2 separate regions of the Capra hircus genome follow, and region 1 is linked to region 2. The links are chromatin contacts, called in public Hi-C maps. All regions are on one chromosome and are shown on one strand. Each heading gives the region's core, a stretch centred on a gene start, on an enhancer-like site or on the middle of the called end of the contact. The rest is flanking DNA. Distances are from core to core; before and after follow the strand shown. Region 1 overlaps RPA2 (replication protein A 32 kDa subunit). Region 2 overlaps PPP1R8 (nuclear inhibitor of protein phosphatase 1).

Evidence for each region. A called contact is a pair of places that touch in the nucleus more often than the background predicts.
Region 1: a Hi-C map of blood shows a contact between it and region 2, with 3 times the contacts expected there. The contact joins two enhancer-like sites. A contact is called at or near these places in 3 of 5 Hi-C or Micro-C datasets (all in blood).

What each region holds. Positions count from the first base shown.
Region 1 is chr2:10,503,915-10,510,227 of ARS1.2, forward strand. RPA2 (replication protein A 32 kDa subunit) reads right to left here. Exons shown (of 9, transcript XM_005676786.3): 6 at 5,936-6,052; 7 at 255-362; 8 at 1-88. Among named protein-coding and RNA genes, the nearest start is that of RPA2, 15 kb to the right of the region's middle. Within about 2 kb of position 1,902, at least 1 of the 5 cell types and tissues checked has an H3K27ac peak or open chromatin away from gene starts, as enhancers often do.
Region 2 is chr2:10,441,379-10,447,694 of ARS1.2, forward strand. PPP1R8 (nuclear inhibitor of protein phosphatase 1) reads left to right here. Exons shown (of 7, transcript XM_018056848.1): 7 at 1-955. Among named protein-coding and RNA genes, the nearest start is that of PPP1R8, 20 kb to the left of the region's middle. Within about 2 kb of position 4,268, at least 1 of the 5 cell types and tissues checked has an H3K27ac peak or open chromatin away from gene starts, as enhancers often do.

The DNA.
Region 1 (6,313 bases), core at 652-3,151, 60 kb after region 2:
AGGCTACGGACATGTGTTGGAGTTGGTTCTTGAGATCCTGAAAGTTTAATCCTTCAGGTCTTGGGCAAGCCTTGATCAAATTCAGCACCTAAAGATTCAAATCAGAAAGATTTCAGAAACTACTATGAATCAGCTCCCCTATCAAGCAAGAATCTCTTTATAAGAAAGAAATGAGTCAGATACTTAGCACCATTAAGAAAGTAACAATTTACAGCTCTGTGTCTTGCAAAATCTGGAGCCACTCCAGTGTTTACCTGGTTCTGGGCCACAGTGAGGCCATTTGCTGGTATGAAGTTATTCCCACCGAAGTTCCCAGCTTCACCCATTCCTGGATTGCTGACAGGTGCTCTCCCAGCTGAAGGCTGAATTAAGAAGTTCACAACAATTTAAACACAGTTCTTGCTCTTTTAAATATCTTAATAAGTAGTTTACAAAAAACAATTTAAGCAAATTTTTTTTTGTTTTTTCTGACCACAACATATGGCTTATTGGATCTTAAGTTTTCCAACCAGAGATTGAATCCAGGCCACGGCAGTGAAAGTACTGAATCCTAACCACTGCATTGCCAGGGAATGTCCTAAGCAGAATTTTCCAAATAACAATTGCTTAGACTGGAAAGGACAGCTATTATCTAATGAGTATTTCATAAGATAAAGTCATTCTCTGAAATATATATATCATATCAAACAGAAAAAGATACTTCCTGGCTTACCCTTTTCTTTGCGATGTGAGAGGAACCAGAGGAAAAAAAGCACAAAGAAAATTAATGAGTTCTGCTATAGTGGTATCTACCTTTGGTGCTAAATCATGCAAGCACTTACTAAGCATCAGCTAGGCATTAAGCATTACAAGGAGGGAAAAGAAGACACAATTCTCATCACCCACTTTTTTTTTTAACCAAACTTCTAAAAAACAGTAATAGTCACTATTTTCACTTCTCCCCTATTTGGATTCCCCCCAAATATACCCCTGAAACTGTTCCCACCAAAGTCACCAATGCTTTTCAACCAACACAGCCAGTAATCCCTTTCAGTCCCTCATAACACTTGACCTCTCAGAAGCAGACACTGTTGACCACACTCCTCTTGAAATGGACCTATCCCTGGGCTTCCTAGCACCATATTCTTCTAGCTGTCCACTTAACGAACTCTGCCTTCTCAGTATCTCCTCTCAGTCTCCTCATCTACCTGTCTTTCAGAAGGCTGATAGTTCCCCCAGAATTTCATCCCAGACTTCCTTTGAGACCACAAATCCTTGTCCCCAACCATCAGCTGAAGACCACCACTTAGATGTCCCATGCACTTCAAAATAAAGTTCACTACTTTCCTCCCCAAACTGACCTACTGGCTATGTATTCCATCTCAGTTAGCAAGCCCAAGCCCAGTCCTGCAGAAGTCAGCCATCTGTGTCTCCAGTCACTCATCTCCCATAGTCTGCACCACACCCTATTAATATGATCTTCAACAGTTCCAGTCCATCCTCATCACCCCTAGTCTCCTGACTAGTGTCTCAGCTGGAAGTCTCTCCTATGTCAACCAACCCTCCTTATTGCTCCAAGTAATAATTTCTGATCACGTCTCTCCTCCACCTAAATGTTTTCAGCTGGCTCCCCCTGCCTGTGAAAATAATATGAAAATTCCTGGACAGTCAAGACCTACCACAATTAGACATCAGAGTCTTTTTTTAATTCTTGACCACTAGGTTTTAACACAGAGACTTCTGGCCGTTCACACATGCCTCTGACACTTTATTCCATGTCTGGAATGCTCCTCTCGTCATCTGCCTGGGAAACACTCTTCTTATCCTTCAAAGCCCAACTTAATTGCCACTGCCTTCAAGAAGCCGTCCCTGACACCCTCCCAGGCCAGGTTAGCTGTGCTCTTTCTGGTCTCACAGCACTCACTCCATTCCCTCCCACAGCAGCCATCATGGTTGGTCACTTCCCTTCAGCTTTGCAGTGCCTGGTGGGCAGCAGGTGCTCAGTCAATGTTTATTGAACTGAATAAAGATGACAAAAGCTCAAATATGTTAAGTACTCATTACAAGTAAAAGAGCATTGTGGAAGCTCATCAGGGGAACTCCCATCCAGGCAGGAGACTCATTCCTTCAACATTTATCCATTAAATGCCAATGCTTTGAGGTCATAAAAAAAATAAACAACAAAAATCAGTCATGATCCTCTTGTTTTCAAGCTAGATGCCTTCACATTGCTTTCTGGTAAAACAGAAATCTCATGTTATAATAATACTGACATGAACACTATTTTTTCTCTGGATACCTCTGCTGATACGACCTGCTTCATGTATCCCCCCTACCTCCCATGTAAATTTTACGACCTGGTTTAGGCATCATCTCCTCCAGCAGGCCTTTCTTGATGTCTGGGTCAGGATGGCCAACTCCCCTCTGTGGTTCCACGGTGTACTGCACTTGCCACTCATTGCTGCTTCCACTACTTAAGTGATCTGAACCCCACCCCGGCAATGCTTGAGGCAACTCAGTGAGAGAAAGGATTATTTTATTTACTCCTCAATATAATTGTCTATGCTCACAACTTCCACCTATTCTCACTTTAAACCATTTTTATCACAGAACATTTGATACATACGTATGTTATGAAGCACAGTCATAAAATAAACACCCTAAACTTTCTATCCAATCCCATTCTTTCTAACCCATGCTCCCCCTACTGTTACTAAAGCCACTCTTTTGGAGATCCATGTTTCCAAATTCAACAGACCCCTCTCATCATCTTACTTGACTTCTGGGCAGCTTTCTCCAGTTGAACTCCATCCTGTCCTTAAAATACTCTTTTCAGAATATCCTATGGAATCACATTCCCCAATTTTCTTCCTGTCCAGCTGACAACTTCTTTGACTTTCTCTGGTTCCTGTGCCTCCACACTCCTAAAGGTTAGTGTTCCAGAGCTCAGGTCTCTAATAACTCACTAGTTATCTCATCTCATCTCTTCTGAAGCTTTAAATACCATCCACACAATGACTCCCAAAGTGCTTTCTCTAGCCCTGATCCCTCCCTCGAGTCCCAGCCTTATACAGACAACCTTCCACTCCGGTCTCCATTTGGGTGTCTAACTGGCACTTTACATTTGTTAACTCCAAAACAGAATTCTGGATTTTATCCTCAAAACCTGCTAGCTTCATCTAGTTAATCAAGCCCCAACCCTAGGAGTTATATCTGAACCCTGCCTTTTCTTTATATCCTGTTTCTAAACTATCAATAGGTTCTGCAGCTCTATCTTCAAAATAGGTTAGAATCCAACCTCTTCTCCCAGTTCCTACCACCATTCCCCCAAATTACTGCTGTTGCTATTGCTGGAGCCTCAATCTCTCTCCATACAAGAGCTCAAATTAGCTTTTGCAATGGTAAATCACACCCCAACACTCCCTAGTCAAAATCTTCTAAAAGTTTACTACCAGTGAGAAGACAGTAATTCTTACTACAGCCTACAAAGCCCTACCTCCTCTGGGTCCCACTTCCTTGTCTACATCCCTCTACCATCTTCCTGTCATTTGCTTCACTCCAGACAGACAGTGTGGCTTTTTAATGTTCTCAGATATGCCAAGCTTGTTCCAATCTTGCGGCTTCTCATTTTTTATTTCCTCAGCTTCGAATGTTCTTTTCTCATCTAAAATTATACCATACATTTTTCTCCATCACTGTCCTGTCCTATTCTGCTTTACTGCAGAGTATCTATTAGTTCAGTTCAGTTGCTCAGTCGTGTCTGACTCCTTGTGACCCTATAACTGCAGCATGCCAGGCCTTCCTGTCCATCACCAACATCTGGAGTCCACCCAAACCCATATCCATTGTGTCGGTGATGCCATCCAATCATCTCACCCTCTGTCGTCCCCTTCTCCTCCTGCCCTCAATCCTTCCCAGCATCAGGGTCTTTTCCAATGAGTCAACTCTTCACATCAGGTGGCCAGAGTATTGGAGTTTCAGCTTAAACATCACTCCTTCTAATGAACACCCAGGGCTGATCTCCTTTAGGATGGACTGGTTGGATCTCCTTGCAGTCCAAGGGACTCTCAAGAGTCTTCTCCAACACCACAGTTCAAAAGCATCAATTCTTCGGCGCTCAGCTTTCTTCATACTCCAACTCTCACATCCATACACGATTACTGGAAAAACCATAGCCTTGACTAGACGGAGCATTGTTGGCAAAGTAATGTCCCAGCTTTTTAATATACTATCTAGGTTGGTCATAACTTGCTCCAAGGAGCAAGGGTCTTTTAATGTCATGGCTGCAATCGCCATCTGCAGTGATTTTGGAGCCCAGAAAAATAAAGTCAGCCACTGTTTCCCTATCTATCTGCCATGATGTGATGGGACTGGATGCCATGATCTTCGTTTTCTGAATGTTGAGCTTTAAGCCAACTTTTTCACTCTCCTCTTTCACTTTCATCAAGAGGCTCTTTAGTTCTTCTTCACCTTCTGCCATAGGGGGTGTCACCTGGATATCTGAGGTTATTGATATTTCTCTTGGCAATCTTGATTCCAGCTTGTACTTCTTCCAGCCCAGCATTTCTCATGATGTACTCTGCATAAAAGTCAAATAAGCAGGGTGACAATATACAGGCTTGATGTACTCCTTTTCCTATCTGGAACCAGTCTGTTGTTCCATGTCCAGTTCTAACTGTTGCTTCCTGACCTGAATACAGGTTTCTCAAGAGGCAAGTCAGGTGGTCTGGATTCCCATCTCTTTCAGAATTTTCCAGTTTACTGTGATCCAAATAGTCAAAGGCTTTGGCATAGTCAATAAAGCAGAAATAGATGTTTTTCTGGAACTCTCTTGCTTTTTCCATGATCCAGAGGACCTTGGCAATTTGATCTCTGGTTCCTCTGCCTTTTCTAAAACCAGCTTGAACATCTGGAAGTTCATGGTTCACGTATTGCTGAAGCCTGGCTTGGAGAATTTTGAGCATTACTTTACTAGTGTGTGAGATGAGTGCAATTGTGCAGTAGTTTGAGCATTCTTTGGCATTGCCTTTCTTTGGGATTGGAATGAAAACTGACCTTTTCCAGTCCTGTGGCCACTGCTGAGTTTTCCAGATTTGCTGGCATATTGAGTGCAGCACTTTCACAGCATCATCTTTTAGGATTTGAAATAGCTCAACTGGAATTCCATCACCTCCACTAGAGTATCTATAACAATATTTATTTCCTTGTTTATGATCCATCTCTCTCAAGAATGTAAGTTTGAGTGCAGACACTTTATCCATCTTGTTCACTGCTGTATTCCTAGGACCCTGAATAATGATTTGCATATGCTATGTTCAATAAATTGAATGAATTTCTCTTTGTATCCGCAGTGCTTAGCAAAGTGCTTGGCAAAGAACAGGATGCAAAAGCAAATCAGTTTTCCAGTCCCTCCTACTGTAACCAGGCCTCCACCTTGCTACCAGAATCATCTAAGGGCATTCTAATACTCAGATCAACAAATCTTTTGTGTGGTCCTAGATGGACTTGTCAAACTAAATTCATACTACAGAAAAAGATGTTGAGAAACTTCAACATGAAACAAGAAGTATAATTTCAGGACAAAATAATGGTGAATACATTTTCTCATTTAGCCAGTAGCTTGAAAGGGAAGCAGCAAAATGCTGTCTTAGTTGGGGTTTTTCTCTGAATATGGACTGAAAATCCTGAAGTAAAGAGCTCAGCCTATAACGATGAGTCTACACCTAAAGTCTGTCTGGGCCTCAGCCATTCAAGACAGTGGACAGGTATTATGAGAGGAATATGAGTGTTTCATCTGGAATAAAGTAACATGACAAAGCTCACGGAGAAAATTTTTGAGGACTGAATGATGCCTGTCTTCTGGCTCGATCTGCAAAATGTTAAGGAAATCAAAGCTTGAGCACAGAAGCAGTTCCTCCAGGGAAGAGAAAAAAACGAAGAGAGTGAAACTGCTCACCTGGCTGTTCGACTTGCTCAGCATCATGTGTGCATTGACTACTTCCAGAATATGTGTGGTGAACTCATTCATATCCTCCAGGGGCATGATCTTAAAGGCTACCAGGCTTTTCTTGTTCTATTAAAATAAATAGAAAAATGTGAACAAAGGGTAAGTACATTCAAGTCAATTTCAGGCCAAAACATCATGGCTCTTTTCTTGGTTACAGTATTTTATTAAATGAAGAAAATGTGCTATATATTGAAAAATTTCAACTCAAAGTTAATTCAAATATAGTCAACGAAATATAGTCAAAAAAAACAAAACTAGTTCAGAGATGTTCAATGATTTTCCCAAGGTTAAACAGTCTAGTCTCTAAATCCAGTGTTTGCCCTTCCA
Region 2 (6,316 bases), core at 3,018-5,517:
ATTAAAACGGGGGGTGAGGTTGAAATATCCCAGAAAGACCTGTCTTCAGAACACTTTCATTGTGGAGAAATGTTTCATATATCCTTTTAAATAGATTGCCCTGGCTTTTCCCCAGGCTTTCCTTTTCTCCTTTTTTTTTTTCTCCCTCTTTCTAGGGTCATTTTTATTTAAGGTCACATACCCCAGGGAGAAACTCTAGGCCCTCAGGTTGAATCCAGAGCTGTGGGGGTGACAGAAGCCCCGCCAGCCTCGTGGGTCCAGTAGCCTAATTTGTACCTACTATCCCTGGAAGTCCAGGTAGCAGAGGAGTTGCCGCAGATTCCAGGTTGCTTAACAGGAGGGTTTAAAATTCTCCAGTTAAGCTAAGATTTAAACACAAAAGTGTTTTCCTGGGTCAGTGGTTTTGAGGTCCAGCAGTTTGGCTTTTCTCTTTTGTCCTTTCTGTTCGAATGAGAACATTTTTATTTTTCTTCATCTGACCAGTGCCATAGACACAGGTTGATAGTTTTAAACTTACAGTATTGTTTGAACTCTACCTGTTTTTCTTGTGAAATCTGAGTACTTGCGGAAGTTTCTCACTTGATTTCAGGGTACTGTCCTCTACTCTCTAAAGTATTACTTTCCTTTTTGAGTGTGTTATGAAGGCAATTTTTAAAGGATATGACCAGTTAGAGCAATTCTGATTAAAAAGGAAAAGATTTTTACTTTGAAGTAACGGATGTCTCTAAGAGGACATTTTTAGATGATGGTTCGGAGGCTCTTTCCCCCACTCCACCCAGAGCTCCAAGACTAGAAGACCTGGCTAACAAACATAGGAGACGAAGGTAGGACACATTGATAAGAGCTTTGTACAGAGATTTGTACATTTGTGTAATAGGCCTTTTCACGCTTTATGTGTAGCTTTTTACCTGTAACCTTTATTACATTGTAAATTAAATGTAACTTTTGTCATTTGGGTGCAGTTTGTGATTCAGTTGCCATCACCTACTTCCACTGCCATGAGGGAATATTTGTCAGAGGTACAGCTGTCAGGCTTGGGAGGTGACGCTGTGTCCCCATTTTATTACCACAAATAAAGATGCCCCTTGATGAATTGGAAATTCTAATTAGAGATTCCAGTCCCCTGATGAAGCCTCACTGAGCAAAGTGGGTTAAGACAGACAGACGGGTGCCCTTGTCCCAGTGTAACCACCACCGTCTGGCTGCAGCTGTGTGCATTTGAGCTACAGCTCAGAAAGCACAGGAGTGAGAGCAAGCAAGCGAGAGGAAGTTGAGGACGTTTAGAGGGGATCTCAGCTGGAGTTTGAGCTGGGTGGATGTGTCTTGCATGCTAGGACACTGTGCAGGAAGCGCGCTTTGTGCATGGTGAGACAACGCACGTGACTGGCTAAAATGCCAACGAGGCTCCAAATCCCTTAGGGCGAGAGTGTGGACTCACAGCAGGAGCAGCCTGATAAAAGGAACAGAGATCTATAAAATCACAGCTAGACGGAAGTTTAACTTCTCTGCTGGCTTCCGTAACGATGACTGTCCTCATCTTATGAGGACACCTTCCTGTCGTCATAGCAAAGGTTACTATTAGTGCTGGTTCAAAATCATTCGTTGAGTACCTGCCTACTGTCAAGCAACCATCTGCAGCATTTATTTAATTTTAATAGCCCTAAGGAATACTGTTTTTATCCCTATTTTACAGATGAGGAAACAGGCTCAGAGATAAACTTCCTTATGATTTTCATGTAGTGAAGTCAGGATTGGAACTGGATTCTGACTCCAGAGCCTGAGCACAGGTTAACACGGCCTCCGGGATGAGGTAAGGGGAGGAGTGTACGAGCCGTAGTTGGCTTGCCATCAGGCTCTGTAGATTGGAGCTAGATGTTTGGAAATTGAAAGAAAAGTTTTTCCCAAACTGGACAACTTAAAAGGATTTAGATGTATTTTAGGTAATAAAATCCTTCTGGTAAGAGATTATGCCATGTGTTATTTGGTTTCAGAATTTGAGTTGCAGAGTAAAACTTCAATTTGTGTCTCAAAGAAGGCTCAGTAGGGAATATCCAAGCCTGCAAAGCTCGCTCTTTTCAAAGGTCCGTTTGACTTTGGTGGAAGCTGGAATGGCTGAATTTGGTGCTTACACAGCAAATAGAGGCATAGTATGGAAACCTGGCATCCCTGGCACCCAGATTTCTGATTTATTCCAACCCTGTTTTAGTGCCCCTCTAAGGGGAATAGTGCAGGAAGGGGCTTAGCTGCCTCTTGCCCCTAACACAGCTCTAGCCAATGACTGGGGAGATAAACCCCTCCTGTTCACCAGGATTGGCAGATGGTCTCCATTGGTCCAGTGAGCACAGCGCTGGGGAGAGATGCAGAGATGAGAAGCGACTGTTGGTTCCCCAGCGTCCTGTGCCCCTAATGGGCCCTGTGCTGAGAAAGGAGGGGATGACTCCTGTTTACCTCCCCAGGATGGGAGAGGGTGGTGAACCCCATGGAGAAGGACCTTTTGGCAGAAAACAACAGGTTGATCACAGCTCAAGAGCAACTGTTTGGTAACTGCTTGCCTAAAATATGCTTGTCGTTATCAACTCAGAATTTTTAGAGTCAGAAGGGTTTGTGAGATCCTGGCTGGATCCCTCATTTTGCTTGTGAGCGAACGATGGCAGTGGGGACTTCAGCTAACATGGATTGAACACGTGTGAGTTGGGCGTACGGAAGGGCACTATCCCTGCCCGCTAGAGGCCTGCCTTCTAGAGGGAAACAGGCACACTTAACGGTGCTGCTGCTCCGATGCTGAAGGCTTCAGCTGAGGGATAGATGGGATGAGGACAGCAGAGATGAGCGAGACTGGGGTGTCAGGGAGGCCTCTAGGGAGATGACATTTGCCCTGAGCATTGATCAAGTCGGGATTTGCTGCATGGAGGAGTGTGAGCTGTAGTTCTCCAGGGAGAGGAACCAGTGAGAGATGCATGGAAGATGGATGAGGGGATGACTACTCGGCAGGAGGGAGGAATCAGGAAGACAGAGGCCAGGTCCTATGCTGTGAGCTTTGCTGGGGAATTTGAAGGTATAAGGAAGCCAGTGAAGGACATATGTGTGAAGACATAAATATGGGGAAAATCTAGAGACATACACATCACACAGACACGTACCCTCCCCACCCAGAGTGGGGAGGTTTCAGGCAGGGCAGTGATTGATGGGATTCTGGTGTCAGAAAATAACAGGTGAATGAGGCAGTTCCTGCCCTCGGGTGAGTCTCAAAGCAGGGGAGACAGGTGTTTCGGTTCTCTCCACACGGTTTAGCCAATCTAGAGGTTAAGTCCAAATGTTGAGAGAATGGGGAGTTCTCTCTGAGAGTGAGGGGGCGCTAAGAGGTGAGGGTCGTGGAAAGCCCCGGACCTCTGACATTTCCAGATGGAGGTGGGGGCACTCCAGGCAGGGGCAGCTGTAGGAATAAAGGGGGTCAGGGTGTATTAAAGCCCCTGCCCCGTGATTGTGGAGGTGGTAAGAAGGCCTGAGTGCTCACCTACCGAATTTGCATGGTATCTGCTGCCGTGGAATGAGATTGCTGGAAGAATTGGATGTGCATGTAGTCTACCTCTGGGCGGGGGGCAGAGGAGCAGTTCCAGAGTCAGCCAGCAGGCGGGGCCCTGCTCCCATTTTCGGAGCTGCTGTAGGAACCGGTGTGAAGATGTAGGATGGTCCGCCGGGGCGGGAGATGAGAGGGGAGAAGGAAAACAAATCTGGCTCCTTGTCAGGCACCCCGATGGTACTTTTGTGTGTTTTATAACCCCTAAATTCTCCCAGAAGACCCAAGAGGAGGTTGGTGGTGTTCTCCCCTTTATAGCTGGGAACTTGAGGCTCACAGAGAGTGCTCAGCTTGACAAGTGAATTTCTCAGCAATTCAGACCTGGCCCTGATGCTTAGGGCTGTGAACAGCACAAGGTAGCTTCTGACTCAGGTTGAGGCCCCTGCCTGTGCCTGGGGTCTGTGGGAGACTGGGTTGAATTTTGATCCCTTTCTGGTTTTTCTCTTCCTCAGTTTCCTACCCTTCTGTCTCCATCTCTGGTCCCCTTTGGGGTCTGTGGAGCTTCAAGTGCTGTCTCCACACCTGGGCCAGGCAGGGTGTCTAAAGGGGCCCCTGCAGACACTATTACTACACTCGTGGCCTGGGGGCAAGATTACTGACAGGAAGTGCAGCTGAGATGTGGAGGGAGGCTTTCCACAGAGAGCCTCTACTGATGAAGTCTCCCAGCCAGCCGGCCTGCCTCAGCCCCGCAGCCCGCCTCTCTCCTCATTACCATGGTCTTCCTCCACAGCCAGGCCACCACCTGCACCTGGAGCCTGTCTTCCCTCCCCCTCCGGTTATGCCCTCTCCAGCTGACACCGTCAAGACGGTTTCTCCTCCAGACTTTCCCCAGCAGCGTTCAAATGCACCGTCACTGCTTTCAAAGAGAAAAAGCGAAAAACCTTCTTGATTCCACTTTCTCACCAGCGACTTCCTGTTTCTCTGCTCCACTTTTCAGTACAACTTCTGGAAAGAATTGTCTCGTCTTGTGTCTTCACCCTCCCACTCGCACGCAAATCCACTTCAGTCAGGCTTTTGTCCTAACACTCTTATCAAAACCATGCCTGCTGATGACTCCAGTCCTGGTGTTCACTGCTCTGCTCAGAGCATTCCCAAGGCCCCTTATTTCCTGCAGTGTTAAGAGCCACTGTGTACATTGCTCTGCAGCCCCTCCCATTGCCTCTCTGTCCCGCTGCCTCTCTCCCCCTTGCTCCCTTGGCCACAGCCACACCAGGGACTGGCTGGCCCTTAAAGGCACACTCCCATCCTGCCCTTGTAGCTGGAACACTTCCCCCAGATGGCTCCCTCCCTCATTGCCTTCAAGTTGAACAAGAGGACAGCAGGCCCTGGCCTCCAGTGGCTGGCCTGGCTGCCACAGCTGGGCCTTGGTATTCTCCTCCTGCACATAAAGTTTCACAGAACATCAGTGTCCAGACAAGACCGCTCTGTGACCATGATGGGTCAAGACAATCATGTCTGAACACAGAAAAAATGTGAATGTTATCCAAACTACAAAAAGGAATAATTAACTTAAATGTCAATGGACTGAATGCTCCAATCAAAGAACAGAGTGGCAGACAGGATGAAAAAACAAGAGCCTAGGAATATGCTACCTACAGGAGACCCACCTTAGGGCAAAGGACCCACACAGATCAAAAGTGAGGGGATGGAAAAGGATATTTCATGCAAACAAATGAAAGCTGAAGTTGCAATACTCAAGTCAGACAAAACAGACTTTGAAGCAAAGGCTGTTAAAGGAAAGATAAGGAAGGACGGTGTATAATGGTAAAAGGATCAATACAAGAAAAGGATTTTATACTCATCAACATACAGGCACCTAATACGGAAGCACCCAAATATCTAAAACAAATACTAAGACATAAAGGTTGAAACTGATGGGAAAACAGTGAGAGTAGGATACTTTAACACTTCACATCAATGGACAGATCTTCTGGACAGAAAGAGGCGACAAAGATCAATAAGGCGACAGAGATCCTAAATGAGACAATAGAACGGTTAGACTTAATTGATATTTTCAGAACATTGCATCCAAACCACTAAAAGGACCAGCCATCTCTGTAGTGGGTTGACTCGTGACCCCAAAAGGTACGTCCACTTGGAACTCAGAATGTGACCTTATTTGGAATAAGAGCTTTTGCAGATGTAATTATAGTAAGCATCTTGATATGCAATCATCTTAGATAAGAGTGGGCCCTAGGTCCAGTGATAAATGTCCTTGTAAGAGACAGGGAAAGACATCAAGACACAGGGGAAACTTGTGAAGAGCATCTGGAAGCCCAGGAACACGAGGGGCTGCCATCAGCCACCAGAAGTAAGGAGTGAGGCATGAAACAGAGCCTCCAGAAGAACCAACCCTGCCAACATCTTGACAGCAAACTTCTGGCCTCTGGAACCGTGAGAGTAAATTTCTGTTAAGCCACCAAGTTTGTGGTAATCTGTTATGGCCATCCCCCTACAGTTCATAAGGAAAACTTGTGTCATGCTAATAACAGCGGTAGCCTGCGTCTGGTCTTCCCTCCTCATTAAGGTTCATTAAGATCCCCAGTCATAGAATTGCCCCTGCTCTTGACAGCATCCAATCCATAGGAAAGTCCTGGTTCCTGGAGCCCTCCTAAATCATCTAACCCAAGTCCAAATCCTAGAGTAAGGCCTTTCTAAGGCTCTCTGAGTGGCCCCACGGTCCCCATGCTCCCCATGGAGGGCGCTGTCCCTCACTATGAGTCAGAAACCCAAGGTGAT